Regions from separate parts of the Ovis aries genome. Here region 1 is linked to region 2. A link is a contact called in public Hi-C data. All regions are on one chromosome and are shown on one strand. The core of a region is the stretch at or near the end of the contact, and the rest is flanking DNA. Distances in the headings are between cores, read along the strand shown.

Evidence for each region. Hi-C and Micro-C count contacts between places; a contact is called where the count stands out from the background.
Region 1: a contact with region 2 is called in a Hi-C map of hypothalamus, with 4 times the contacts expected there. The contact joins the promoter of POU2F1 here to the enhancer-like site in region 2. A contact is called at or near these places in 5 of 16 Hi-C or Micro-C datasets (blood, hypothalamus, muscle and 1 more).

Annotation. Positions count from the first base shown.
Region 1 is chr1:119,425,836-119,432,591 of ARS-UI_Ramb_v3.0, reverse strand. It overlaps POU2F1 (POU class 2 homeobox 1), which reads right to left and starts at 4,145. Exons shown (of 17, transcript XM_060403580.1): 1 at 4,073-4,145. The coding sequence starts at 4,133. It overlaps LOC132658292 (a long non-coding RNA gene), which reads left to right and starts at 4,469. Exons shown (of 2, transcript XR_009597701.1): 1 at 4,469-5,234.
Region 2 is chr1:119,188,281-119,195,629 of ARS-UI_Ramb_v3.0, reverse strand. It overlaps GPA33 (glycoprotein A33), which reads left to right. Exons shown (of 7, transcript XM_012185592.4): 4 at 5,654-5,806. Among named protein-coding and RNA genes, the nearest start is that of GPA33, 31 kb to the left of the region's middle. Within about 2 kb of position 3,484, at least 24 of the 54 cell types and tissues checked have an H3K27ac peak or open chromatin away from gene starts, as enhancers often do. A contact at or near this core is called in hypothalamus, where this site is marked.

The sequences.
Region 1 (6,756 bases), core at 2,896-5,395, 240 kb before region 2:
GAATCGGAAATTAGTCTGGGAGTCAAGGTTAAAAATTACTTGAACAGTAATGCCTTGGAAGAACAGTCCCCTTACAAATTAAAATATTTGATCAGCTGTCAGGTAAATTTTCAGGACCTAAATTCAAAAGTACCATTGTAATTACTAGACAGGCAAGAAAGAAGGAAGTCACAATGGCTTTTCTGAACACTTGTGGGAAGCCACCTGATGGGTGCAGAAGGAGAAGCAGGCCACAGACTTATGCAGGCCTAATCCTAACCCTAAAAGACTCCATGACTCTCCTCTCACACAGACAGAGGCAGGAACACGTCACAACAACTCCACTACATTCCCACGATATTTTAATCATCACTTTAAGATGAGCTAGTTAAAAATAAGACGGAAAATGTCTGACAGGAAAATTTAATAGGTCAAAAATCATTTGTGCATTCATACCTCACAGTGAAACAATTTTAAAAATCACTAATCAATCAAAATAAAATGCACAAACTTGTCCAGACTAAATTAAGACAACCCAAAAAGAATTCTGAAATTACAAAAAAAAAAAGTTTGCAAAGCACATGATTTACTGTTAAGTATTTTACCTTATTTTAAACACTATAATTTCAACCTCATCCTCTTCAAGTTCACTCTACTCATTGTAACAGGTTCTAAGCCAAATATGATCTCTCCTTTATCCTGAGCAATGCTTTGAAGAAACTATATCAAGAAATATAGCTTCTTACTAGAGTTTGGGGGATTATAAAAACCTATTTAAAACAGGCATGCTTATGGATTATTTCTATGATTATACTTATTTAAAACCATGGTCCCCAATTGTGAATTTTAGGAAATGAATTTTTACAACAGCATGGGAAGCCAACCAAAATATAAGGCCAGTTAACAATACTCACCCTTTCCTGTATCATAATAATTGCAAGAAAGAAATTTTGTTTGTAAAATGCAACGTGCATTTTATCATCTTGGATAAAATATTTGCAGCCTCGGTAGTGGTTAAATTGCAGCTATAAAGGAAATTGTCCTGAGATAAATGGTTTCCCTATGAGGAGGTTTCATTGCTACACTTCACCTCAGGACAATAAATCAAATTAACTGCACCTTGTCCTCAGTCCAGTGACATCATCAGTTTGACCACATCTTCAGAATCGGGTGCAAAAACATATGCTATTTAAGGCGTGAAATCATGTTACTGTTTTCTGTCCATCCAACCTCATGCTTCAGGTCTCTGAGCAGTTATTCACCTGAACATTCTCATGAAAGCTGCAGATTCTTTTTTCCTGCTACATTCAGGCCCTGCCTATTGGCAGTAAAAGAAAAAAGAAAAAGTGAAAATTGGTATTTGAAATTGGCTTTTTAGCCCATCAAATGTAGAATCTTGTTTCCAATTAAACTGAAGACTAATGTCTCACAAAATATGTATCTTGAAACTGACCATCAAGTGCATTAACATAATTTCAAAGGTTAAACAGGTCACTGTTCAAAAACTCTTCTCCAATACTTTACTAGCAGGGGTTAAAAGAACACCAAGGAGAAGCCACACCATGCTTTTAAAAGACAGGTAATAACTATACAAAATTAAAAAGAACTCTACTAAGGGAAAGCCCCCAAATCAAAATTATTTCTTTTAAATAGCAAAAGTTAATCTGCCTTTCACAGACCAAATGTTCTAAGCCTACACAAAACATAAAATCAATTCTGACAACTTAAAGATGAGGGGTGGGTGTGCCTGGGAAGGGAATACGTTTCAAGATCAGAGTAGACACAATGCCTCAGTTTATTCTTCTATTTTCACTCACTTAACCTTGACACAAACACTCAAAGAAAATATAACCCCATTTCTGTTTTCAGGAGTGCTACAATTAAAATAAGCAAGTCTATAACAGTGGTAGCACAAAATTAATATCAGCTCCATTTTAAATTAGAATGAAGAGGCTGAAAGAATACAGCATGCTGTTAATAACTAGCTATTCTACAACTCCTAGAAAAACTACTGCTTTTTTTTTTTTTTTTTAAACAAATACTGAAGATCTTTACAAAGCCTGAAAGTGTTTAACTTGGGGGTAGAAGTCAAGGGGCAGGGGTGAACTAGCCCGAAAACAAAGTGATTTATTTTATTAAACCAAAATAGGTTTCATTCGCCTCTGAAAATGAGAAAGCATAGATTTTTTTTTCCTTAGGCCCAGTATTATGGCAAACTATAAGAAAGTCTTTTTTAAGACAAAACAGAACACGACAGAGTTGATGCTTAGCTAGGAGCTGTTTGAAAGTTGCTAACGCCCAAGAGGGTTTCTTCTGCCTTGGAGTAGAGGTAAGCGTACGGAAGTTAGTTGGGGGGGTAGGGGGAGTCATTTTGGTTATTAGTAAATAAATCAAGCGGCAGAGAACATGAGGCCTAGGCCACTGCTACAGGAGCCAAGGCCTAGCTCTCTCCTTCTCTTCCCAGCACAGTCTGGGTTTGATCTCAGAGCCCTGTGGATTGCCAAGGAAAAAAAAAAGAATCATATCGAACCACAAAAGCACATGGGGCGAATGTAAAATATAAACACGGCGTTGGGCTGTGAGTGGCTGTTATTAAAGGTCTGAATTACTAAACATGAGAGGCGGGGAAAGCCAGGCGGCCATTTCAATAATATAAACCTCCCCGAATTAGACATTATTCAAATGAGAGAGGTTCAGCTAACCAGAGCATAAGAGGACCCAGCACCCAGCAAGAAAACAGGGGCAGAGAACCAGGAAGGGGGATCCCCGCCCCTACCCAACTCCCAACCGGTGGGGGGAAACCGAGAATATTATCAACTTGTCAGCCCAGCCGGTTCTGGGGCCGGGCAGGAGGGCAGCGCTTCACGTCCCAGTTCCCGAGAGGCCTCCGGGCGCCGCTGGGGCCTGAGGGGGAGCGAGGCCCCCGAGGGTCCCCGGCCGCGCGGGTCTGGGTCAAGCGCAGAGGCGGGGGGCGGACAGGGTGGGGCAGGGGACCCAGAGCTCGGACCGCGCCGGGCACCTTCATTCGGCTCAACTCTCCCGAGAATCCACGGCGCCGGGAAACAAGGGGCTTCCCCAAGACCTGCTGGGACCCCTGACCGGTGGCCTGGAGCACATGGGATGGCCTCAGAGGACCCGCTCCTTGAGGGGAACTTTCCCCGAGGGCCGCTTTCAACCCAGTCCGCCCCCCAAGGGGGCGAAGCGCATGCCGGCGCGGACTCCTCGGTCCCTCCGCCCGGAGGCCCCCTCGCAGCGCCCAGGACCGCTCACCCCTGCGCATCTACAGCGCAGGCCCGCCTCGGGTCAGGCCACCGTTCGCGGGATGAGCGGGGCGCGGCCAGGGCGCCCGGGGCCGTGACCCGCGGGCTCGGCCCCGCTCGGACCCCGGTGCGGCGGCGGGGCGCGGGCGCGGGCCGGGCGCTGTTTGCGGGCGCACCCGGGCCGCTCTCCGGGCCGCCCCCCGCGGCCAGCAGCGCGGGGGAGGGGGCGCCCCGGCCGCGCCGGGGGCAGGACACGTGCGGCGGTCCGGCCGCCGGGGTCCGCTCCGGCCCCGCCGCCTCCCCGGCATTGTGCTCGCCGCCACCTCCGTCTCGCCCTCCACGCCCCCCCCCACCCCGCGCCCGCCCGGCCCGGGTCGCCCGCCCGCGCCCCGCCGCGCCCCGCCGGCCCAGCAGCTATGAATATGTAAAACGTCTTTATTGTCCTCTCCCTCTGCCCCGGCCCCGCGGCCCCGCCGCGGACCCGCTCGGGTTGGGGCTCGGCGACGAGGAGGCGGAGGCGGCCGGCGGCCGGCGGAGGAGGAGGGCCGGTGCCGGCGGGCGGGCGAGCCCGCGGCGGGGTGGGCTAGGGGCAGGAGGAGAGCGGCGGATCGCAGCCCCCTTTGCCCCTCGTCTTCCCCCTCCGCCTGGGCGCTCCGAGCCTCTTTCCCCCTCCGCTCGGCGCCCGGCGGGGGCTCCGGGCTCCCTGGCCCCCCATCTCCCCGCCGTTAATTATAATAATCCTGAGTACTAATAAATTATGCTAAGTCGCGGGGGGGGCAGCGGGAGCCGGGGTTGAGTATGAATATGAATATGTAAAATGCTGTAATGATTACCTGCTGCTGCTGCCGCCGCGGCTGAACTCTCATCTTGACTCGCTGCTCCTCCGTCCGCCATTTTGAATATTTTAACCAAAATCGCCCGGTCGATAAACCCTCCCTCGCTCCGGCTCCCCTCCCCCCGCCCGCCCTCCAGACCTCCTCCCTGCTCTCCGCCCCCTCCAGCTCCCGCCTCTCCTCGGGCGCGCGCCAGGGGGCGCGCGAGGCTGTCCCCCTGGAAGAGGCCCACCTCCACCGGGCTCTCTGCGCACGCGCCCCCTGGCAGCTGTGGCTCCTCAGTAGCTAAAGCGCCCTCAACCTGCGAGTCACTCCGCTTTATTTTTTCCCGTCTGGGCTCTGCACATGCGCGAATTTCCCCACGCGCCTGAAAGGCTGTCTGCGCTTGCGCCATTTCCCCTTGGCTCGGTCCTGATATGTGAACTGTGAAGTGTAGTACGGAGCGCGATTGTGGCATCTTAATATCCTCCCTTCTCTTCCCGCTTTACTCTCCCGATTTTACTCTGGCTTCCCCCAGTGGCATACTACAAGGACAGGGGACACAGTAGCCGAAAGGGTGGAGACGCGTGAAGTGGCGGTGGGCGGACTGGCCCGCGCCCTCTTCGCTGCGCACTTTTTAAGGCTTTCCGCGCGGTTTAAACACCGACAACAAAGGACGGGCCGCTCCCCTGCTAGGTAATTTCCGGCCCTGCGGGCAGGTAGGGGCGGAAACCAGCCTCGGGGAACCGGGCTGGAGGCACCTGCTGGGCCTGGCGCGGGCCTCCCGCTTTAAGTTTGAATCCGAATTAGTCCCCGCCCTCAAGCTTGCGAATGCTGGAGACCTGACCCGGGCCAATGCGAAGGGGAGGGTCCTGTGATTCTTTTAGTTAGCTCCAGATCTTCTGCTCTACTTGTTTCCAACACCCGGCTGGCTTCCACGTTAGCTGGGAGTTTTTATTAAGTCGCCAATTCCCGCCCCTACCCTTTCAGGTGCCTCGATCGCCGCTCACCGGATGGAAGCAAATAGCCGACCTCTGGTCTACAGATAGGCATTCTTCCCTTCCTTTTGGTTAGGAACATCTTTTGAAACCTAGCATAAACTGAAAACCCACGACCTAGTAAATAAAAACATGTCGAAATCAACGGTAGCTTCATCAAGAATTGTACTATATTGCTTCTCAAGGTAAATATGAAAAATAGGCGTTTTCCGAGGTAGATATCTTTGCTTGTAACTAGTCATAATATTCTAAGATTTCTTTATATAAATGTAATAGATTTTCCTGGACAAGACCCAGGTCTAATTATTTTACGAATTATTAAGACTTACGGTTTTTCCTGTTTTGTTTGTTTGTTTGTTTGTTTGTTTTAAGAGGAGTGTACTGTTATTTCATGGTTACCAAAGAAAACCAAGAAAAACCTTTTTTAAAAAAATTAGTTTTAGGTAGTCTTGAATTCTTGCCTAGAGAATCCCAGGGGCGGGAGGAGCCTGGTAGGCTGCCGTCTGTGGGGTCGCACAGAGTCGAACACGACTGAAGCGACTTAGCAGCAGCAGCAGAGGAGAAAAAAATGAGTGTAAGATTTAAATTGAGTAGGATTACAAATTCTGGTCTTCCCAGGTGGCTCAGGTGAAGAATCCGCTGGCCAGTGCAGGAACTGAAGGAGACTGGGGCTCCATCTCTGGGTGGTGAAGATCCCCGTGAGGAGGAAATGGCAACCCGCTCGGGTGTTCCTGCCATTCCTGCCAGGATAACCCGATGGGCCGAGGAGCCAGTTGGGCTGCAGTCCAGGGAGTCGCAAAGGCTAGAACACGACTGAGCACGCAGGCACAATTTCTGCACTAAGGAAAAAAACTGATCTCTAGGAGATAGCCAGCCATTGTTTAATAGCTAAAGTTTTAATCATTGTTCTTAAGCTGCTCATTGAATTTCTTACACTGTGCAAGTACAGTTAAAGCTATTGTCAGTGTCAGCCAATGAATTTTCCAGGTGGTATTGATTTATTCATGGCAATTAAGGCCTAGGGTGTATGCATGACTGTTTAAGCCAAATAATTGGGCTACCCTATAATCTATTTCAGACAATGGCCAACCAACACACAGTTAAGGAAATGCAAAATTTAATCGTTACAATTAATCTGTAAATATAGCATATTCACCAGCATTGCTATTAATAGAAAGTCTCAGAATCCTCAATCTATTTGAAACTGAAAGTTGCTCATCAGTCAGACTCTTCGTGATCGGGTAGACTGTACAGTTCATGGAATTCTCTGGGCCAGGATACTGGAGTGGGTAGCCTTTCACTTCTTCAGGGGATCTTCCCAAACCAGGGATTGAACCCAGGTCTCCCGTGTTGCAGGTGGATTCTTTATCAGCTGAGCCACAAGGGACAAAGTTAAGTACATGACCCTGCTTTAAGGGCAACAAATTTGAAGTCATCTCCACTAAGAAAAAGAAATCAAATACCCTTATTTAAATTCTTATCTTCTATTTAATCTTTGTTTTGCTCTTTGTTTCAAAAAGTAAATTAGTATGACTTTCAGAAAGGAACTGAAGCCAGCAGTGCATCTGCTATTCATTATTATTTTATTTATGTAAAAGGAAATTTTTATGGAATGAATTTTTACATAAAGAAAAATAGCTCTGTGAGGAAAAGAAAGTTTAAAATACTGTGTGTTAATGATTCATCTTCCTCTTGATGGTAATATTT
Region 2 (7,349 bases), core at 2,235-4,734:
CCTTAGATCTTTGTTTCATCAGGAATTTATTTTTGAACACAGGATACTAAGAGTCTTTGTTTTCTTCCAAATGAATAGCCAATTACATCAACATCATTTATTATACCAAAGAAACAATGATTTTCCCACTGGAATGCCAGGTTTATCACATGTTAAATTGCTACATATACACAGCTGTTTTTTACTCCTTATTTCATTTGTTCTCCTTTTGATTATTCCTATGCCAGTATCGCGTTGTGATTATAGTATGTCTATAGTCTGTGTTGAGATACAAACACACATGCACACATACTTATTTAGTTATCAGTATTTGTGTGCATGGCTTTTAAAATCTGGCACTATGTAATATCTTCTCTTACTAAACTTTTCCAAATCAGTTTTACACATTTATTCTTTCATGTTAATATTAAAATCACATTGTTATGTTTACAAAAAGTTGGTTGGAATTATGTTCAATTTACATATTAAGTTGCAATGGAATGACATTTTAATGATATAAGGAAGACGATATATCAGATTTTCTGACCTACATTGGCGAATCTATAGTGACTGGATTCCAGGCTTTCTGTGGCCAAATAAAGACTAATGTGTTTACTTAGTTGTGTAAGAGGAGGGCAGGAAACTGCACCCATTCCATCGAACTAAATACCCAGTCTCTGTGTCCTCCTGCTCTGCAAAACCAAGGGGATCCTCTTAAATGGAGGGAAAACTGCCATCAAATTGCAATGACCTTTGCCTGTATCAGTCAGTTCAATGGCTCAGTCGTGTCCTACTCTTTGTGACCCCATGAATTGCAGCATGTCAGGCCTCCCTGTCCATCACCAACTCCCGGAGCTTACTCAAACTCATGTCCATCAACTCAGTGATGCCATCCAGCCATCTCATCCTCTGTCGTCCCCTTCTCCTCCGGCCCTGAATCTTTCCTAGCATCAGGGTTTTTCAGATGAGTTAGCTCTTCGCATCAGATGGCCAAAGTATTGGAGTTTCAACTAGGACTGATTTCCTTTAGGATGGACAGGTTGCATCTCCTTGAAGTCCAAGGGACTCTCAAGAGTCTTCTCCAACACCACAGTTCAAAAGCGTCAATTCTTTGGTGTTCAACCTTGTTTATGGTCCAACTTTCACATCCCTACACGACTACTGGAGAAACCATAGCCTTGACGAGACAGACCTTTGTTGGCAAAGTAATGTCTCTGCTTTTGAATATGCTGTCTAGGTTGGTCATAACTTTCCTTCCAAGGAGTAAGCGTCCGTTCATTAGATAACACCAAATTCACAACCATAACAGCTATCCTTTTTTGAGCTTCTGTTTGCTATGTGCCAGGCATCTCAGTAAGTCCTCTACGGATATGATCTCATTTCATCTTTGCAATACATCTGTGCCAGTGGGTATTAACACTCATATTTGATAGAAGGGAACACTGAGACCCAAGCAGTTAAGTGACCACTAGAGAGTGTCCAAGCTTTGATGGAAACAGGGATTTGATGCTCAAATCCCTTCACTGTTCCCAACCATCAAGCCTTCCAGTTTTGGGTGATTCCCAAACTCTTCATGGCTGACAACTTCTCGGCACACCCTTTCTTTCACTCTGTGGCAGATGTAAGCTGCCAATTATGTTTTATGGTGTCATTGCATTAACTTGTGTCTTGCCCTTCCTGTGCCCATGCTAATGAAAGAAGGTTGGAGAGGCAGAGCAGTGCCAGCCATGGATGTGCCCACTGTCCACAGGACATGCCCATTTGGAAGCGTCACTCACTGAAAACTGAGCTTCTGTAACTGCTCTTCCACACTGAAGGTCTTAACCGAGGTCTGGGACACTGAAGAGCCATAGCCCTCTGAGTACATGGATATTTCTTTCAAGGTTTTCACGGGGAGCTTTGATGGTCTTAGAGCTGTAGGAACACCTCTCCTAATCTCCTGGACGAGGCTGACACCATCACATTTTATTATCTGACGGCATTTTTACAGCTGTGTTTCGGTTGACCCAGACCAGGTGGAGCGCTGTGATGTGTTTTTCTCCTGGCCTCGTGGAATCAAGAGTCTGCCTGTTTGTGAAGAGCTCCTCGTGCCAAAATCTCTAGTGCAGCAGACTGTTAGAAAGAAGCCTGTTTCTGCTCTGCCGGACTGTTATTGTTCTCCCGCTCCAAGGACCTTAGTCCTGACGCAAATAAACATATAGCTGTGTTTGGTGACCCCTTGCCTCTTAAAAATATACGAATTTAAAGAAAGATGAAACAAAAAAAGACAAACATTCACATATATCATTGGGTTTTATTTCTCCATGTTTTCTTCCAGTTCCTATCCACATACTTATTTCTGTACATAACTGAATTTGTAACCTAACCATAGGAACTTTTCTCATTTCATATCATTACATGCTGTCTTAGCACTTGCTGCTCTTTAAGCTTCATGCCACTTCAGCAAGGGAATGCTGAGTCCTCTGTCCCAGAACTGGACGCTGTTTCCAATTTAAGCTATTATAATTAATGTTGCATTAAACCGTTTTGTGTTCACAGCACTTAATTTTATCTGCATTAGCTCCCGAGAGAGATATTACTCAGCCAGGGAAATGAGCATTTTCCTCCAGCTTCTCTTCTGCACTGTCTGCCCTTCCTCACCCCCTTCCCTTATCCTGGTTCACCCCCAGCTGAGTCCCTCACTCTGCTCCACCTGGCCCTTCTCTGGCTGATTCTGGCTCCTCTGGCTTCCGTATTTAACGGCTTTGGTTTTCTTCTGGCAGCAAGCTGGTTTCAGGCAGGGCTGCTGCTGCTAAGTCGCTTCAGTCATGTCTGACTCTGTGCGACCCCATAGATGGCAGCCCACCAGGCTCCCCCGTCCCTGGGATTCTCCAGGCAAGAACACTGGAGTGGGTTGCCATTTCCTTCTCCAATGCAGGAAAGTGAAAAGTGAAAGTGAAATCGCTCAGTCGTATCTGACTCTCAACGACCCCATGGACTGCAGCCTACCAGGCTCCTCCGTCCATAGGATTTTCCAGGCAAGAGTACTGGAGTGGGCTGCCATTGCCAGGCAGGGCAGCAGGGCCCAATTCAAGTGTGAATGAATGACCGGATTTCCCCCCCTCTCTTCTCTTAGGACCAGCTGCTCTTATGAGACGAATTAGTTAAACTCGAAGAGCAAAGACTACAAATTTAATCTGAGATTATGAAACTCGGTGAAAAGACTGTTTTGCTTTAGAAAGATAATTGGTACTATATATTAAGTAAACCCAGGAAAAAAGATTTTTACAAGTTTTATTTCCAAATGGTTTGCTGCTGGGCTGATTTTAGGCAGAACAGCTTTTGAATTAAATGGGGTCGTCCATTCAGGCTGCGTGACCTCACAGTAAACTGAAGCGAGCACGGAGCTTCCGGAAGGAGGGGAACCGTCTTGGTCACCAAGGGGCAGTCACCTGGCCAGGGGACCCGGGACCTGGCGAAGCCGAGCAGGACTGATCGTCTTCCCGGCCTTTGGCGCCCCCTGACGTCTGCAGCGGGAGTCGCAGGCTTTGGAGAGGCCTGGACCCGCTCCCTCCCATCACTCCGCCCTCTATAAATATTCAGGCGAAATCGACAATCTATTTAGGAGCTGGGACGCGCCAACTGAGAATCCAAGATCTACAAGAGTCCTACAACCCCCCTCAGCGGGTGGAACGGCTGTTTGAACTAGATCTGTATGATTCTAGGTCCTAGCTGTTTTTGATGGTGAGGGCTGCGGAGGGGAGCTTCCGGGAGGGGCTGGACGGAGTGGGGGCTGGCGGTGCCTAGGATGAGCTGAGGTGGGAAAGTAGTTTGAGGGCTGTGGCTTAGGGCCTGGGGAAAAGACCCTGACACATTCCTCCATAACGTGGGTCTCCTAGGAAGTGGTTGGTCCCTTGTTTGCCGTTATTTCTACTGGTGCCTTTAGAGTGGATTAGGGATTTGTTTTTAATAATTTTCCCTCAGCAAATGGTGGCGTAAGAAAGCTAGTCACTGGATATGTTCAGCATATGCTGGCTACTAGTCATGCACCCTTAGCATGGTTCTGAGTCAGTGAGAGACTTCGAAGGTGGTGTTGTATTTGTGGCCAGTCTCTTTTGTGGAATAAAAGGTGAGGATCCTGTTAAAGGAGTACCTGGGAGCAAGGGTGAGAGTTTCTATTGGTAGGGAGGGATGTTCCTGGACCTCTGGAGAGCTCAAGACACGAAGCCTGGGTCATGAACAGCTCTGACCAGGAGCCAGTCTCCTCAGAAGTGATGCTCTCTTTCTCTGTCCTGCAGATACCTGCGGGCTGGGCCAGCAGGGAGGGCAGAGAGCTGTTTGTGAGAGTAGCCCATGGGTGGCAGCCTTTTCCTCCCCAGGCTGCTTCAGTCCCCGGGGTCTGGGCATGGATACCTGAGTCCTGTTCTTGAACCTAAGGCCTTTTAGTTTTAGGGACTAACTGACTAGGGTGGCAATGGGAAATGCCTTTGATTTGCCCCATGCTGCTCCATGCCTGACTGCCCCTCACCAAGACAACAGGAAATGAGGGGGCACACCCAGCAACCACCTGCCTTTGTCGGACAGCAAATACCAGAGCAGATGTGAAGCTAGAGGGGAGAGGTGCCTCCTGGATAGCCTCTCCCAGCAGCCCTGGGCCGAGCGGAGACTGGAATTCAGCCTCCACGCCCAGTGAGTGTGCGCCTGTGCAGTCTACACTGTAGAAAGGGCATCATTGTTTACTGGGGCAAGCAAGCCATCCAAGGGGGCATGTAAAGAAAGAAGCAGGATGGACAGGCCTGCCACTGAGGAATTCAGTAACAGTACTTTCCACTTGTGTCCTCTTCCTCCCACCAAAAATGACACTGCCTGGAGTCTTCTTGCCTCAGGGCCTTTGCACAGGCTGCTCCCTCGGGCTGGAGTGCCATCCCTCTCTTTCTCCACCCCTCCCAGCACCTCCACTACTGGCTTCATGACTAAGTCAGTGTCCCTTGTCATGCCTTTCCTGTCTCAGCATTGTTGCGTCCTGCCTGGTCATTTTTTTTTTTTTTTTGCCTCCACTGGATTCCTTAAACACAAAAACTCACACACTCTGTTATCTCCATGCCCAGCAGAGTCAGGTATACAGTATTTTTATAGAACAAACCACTGTACGCAGTGGTGTGATAACTTACAGTGTTGAGTGAACAACCCTAGCTTAAGGTCTTCAGGAATTCTAAGCGATCAGGTTAGGCTGTGCATTGAGGGTGGGTGGCCTGCTGGTTTTCGCAGCCTTCTTTCTGTGGACTTCTTTCATGTGTGTCTGTTCCTTCCTACCCCCTCCATCAGCTCAGCCCTCATTCTCTACCCTGCACATAATCCCGCTGCCGCCAGGGGGCTCTTCCATCACCCAGTCACTTGTGGTAATTCCATTTCATCAGCAAAGCACCGGAAGAGCTCTGCTTAACTGAAGGGAACATTCCTAAGAAGTTAGCATTGAAGGGTTTCAGAGAGAGAGGCTTTCACTGAAACCAAGGGTAGGCAAACTACAGCCAAATCCAGCCTGCAGACTGTTTTCTATGCTGTGCGAGCTAAGAATGGTTTTTACCTTTCTTTGCCTGTGAACAAACAAGGCAGTTCATGTGTGTTGGGGTGAGGGAGTGGCTGTCACCAAACCCCAACTAATTCCTGGCTTCTCTCTGGCTCTTCCCCTGTGTAGTGCCGCCCTCCAAGCCAGACTGCGGCATCCAGGGAGAGACTGTCATTGGGAACGACATCCAGCTGACCTGCCAATCAAAGGAGGGCTCCCCAGCCCCTCAGTACAGCTGGAAGAGCTACAATGTCCTGCACCAAGAGCGTCAAGTAACACCAGGTAAAAAGGTCTGCAAGGAAGGCCAGTCCCCCACATTGAGGTGCCACTGATGTGATTAGCACTGCCAGAGGAGACCCTGGGCTGACCAGTCAGATGCCCCTGAAGGCTGCCTCTCCCCCCTGTATTTTGCACTGGATTACCTTGGACCATCTCTCTAAGCAGCATTTTTCCCATTATAGTGCCCACCTCATAGGTTATTGTGACAAATAATAACATCGTACATGTTACTTGTTTTCTTTATTCCCCATAACTTAATTCTCTCGAGTAAGCATATATCAGTAACCAGTGCTGCACAAGTGCTGGTGGGAGTTTAATTTTGATTATGATTATGTCTTAAAGTATGCATTTGAGTCCTCAAGTCTAACTCTGTGGCTCCACTTAAGGACAGAGAAGTTTCTATTTCCATCCCTTATCTAGGCAGATATATCTCGGATTGCCCTGGTTCCCACCCCAAACTCAACCCTATTATATGGTCCCACCCACTACACAACTGGGTCTGCTATGAGGTTCCCACATTCTCAGGAAGGAAATGGTAGGTTCTGCAGTGGTTGCCAGGAGACTGGTTTTGTACCAGGCAGTTTGGTATTTGACCTTTCGATCAGGAAACAAACTGGAAAGAAAAAAGGAGCTATATAAACATCCCGCTGCCATTACCTTGGAGTCAACCGATGTGGGAAAACCCCAGTGGAATCCCTGGGCCCTATTTCCACCAGCTGCTTAGCCAGCTGCACCCACCACTCCTGAAGATCAAGAAAGACAAGGTCTGGAAAGTCCCATTGGATTAAGTTCTGGGAAGACTTTCTATCCAGTGTGGGTGGAAAGGAAGCGAGTGGTGGAGCAGTGGGTATAGACAACAGGTCTGAGGAGATGAGACGGGAGAGCGGGTCCCACCACGTGAGGGTGCAGACAGGGGCTCCCGCCAAAGAGGACTTAAGCTCTCTATACCATTCATTTGTTTGGGGGGTAAAACAACAACTTCTGAAAAGTTAAAAAAAAAAAAAAGAATTAGTAGAACCCGCTCTATTGAACATAAAATAGAAGATGTGTTATGGATTTCAACAAAATTCTGGATTTGTTTACATATTTCTAGCTGGCAAGTTTTTACTGAGTGTGTCAAAACTGGTTGGCAGCTCTCCTCTGGCTGTATGGCCTCCTGTCTCTGGGCTGTGAACAGCGCAGGGACTCCATAAATGGTCACAGGTCAGCCACAGACGCTAGTTGATCCGGCCTTCCAGCAGAGTGTGTACAGCAGAGGGCTGCATGAGTACAACATGCTCAGTCACTCAGCTGATTCTTTGTGACCCCATGAACTCTAGCCTGCCAGACTCCCCTGTCCATGGAATCTTCTAGGCAAGAATACTGGAGTGGGCTGCCATTTCCTTCTCCAGGGGATCTTCCTGATCCAGGGACCAAACCTGTGTCTCTTACATCTCCTGGATTGGCAGGAAGATTCTTTACCACTGACCCACCTGTCAGTGAAGCTAGCAGAGGGTAACAAGATGGGAAATGCTGCCATAGTTTGTATCCAGTGATGCTAGAACCC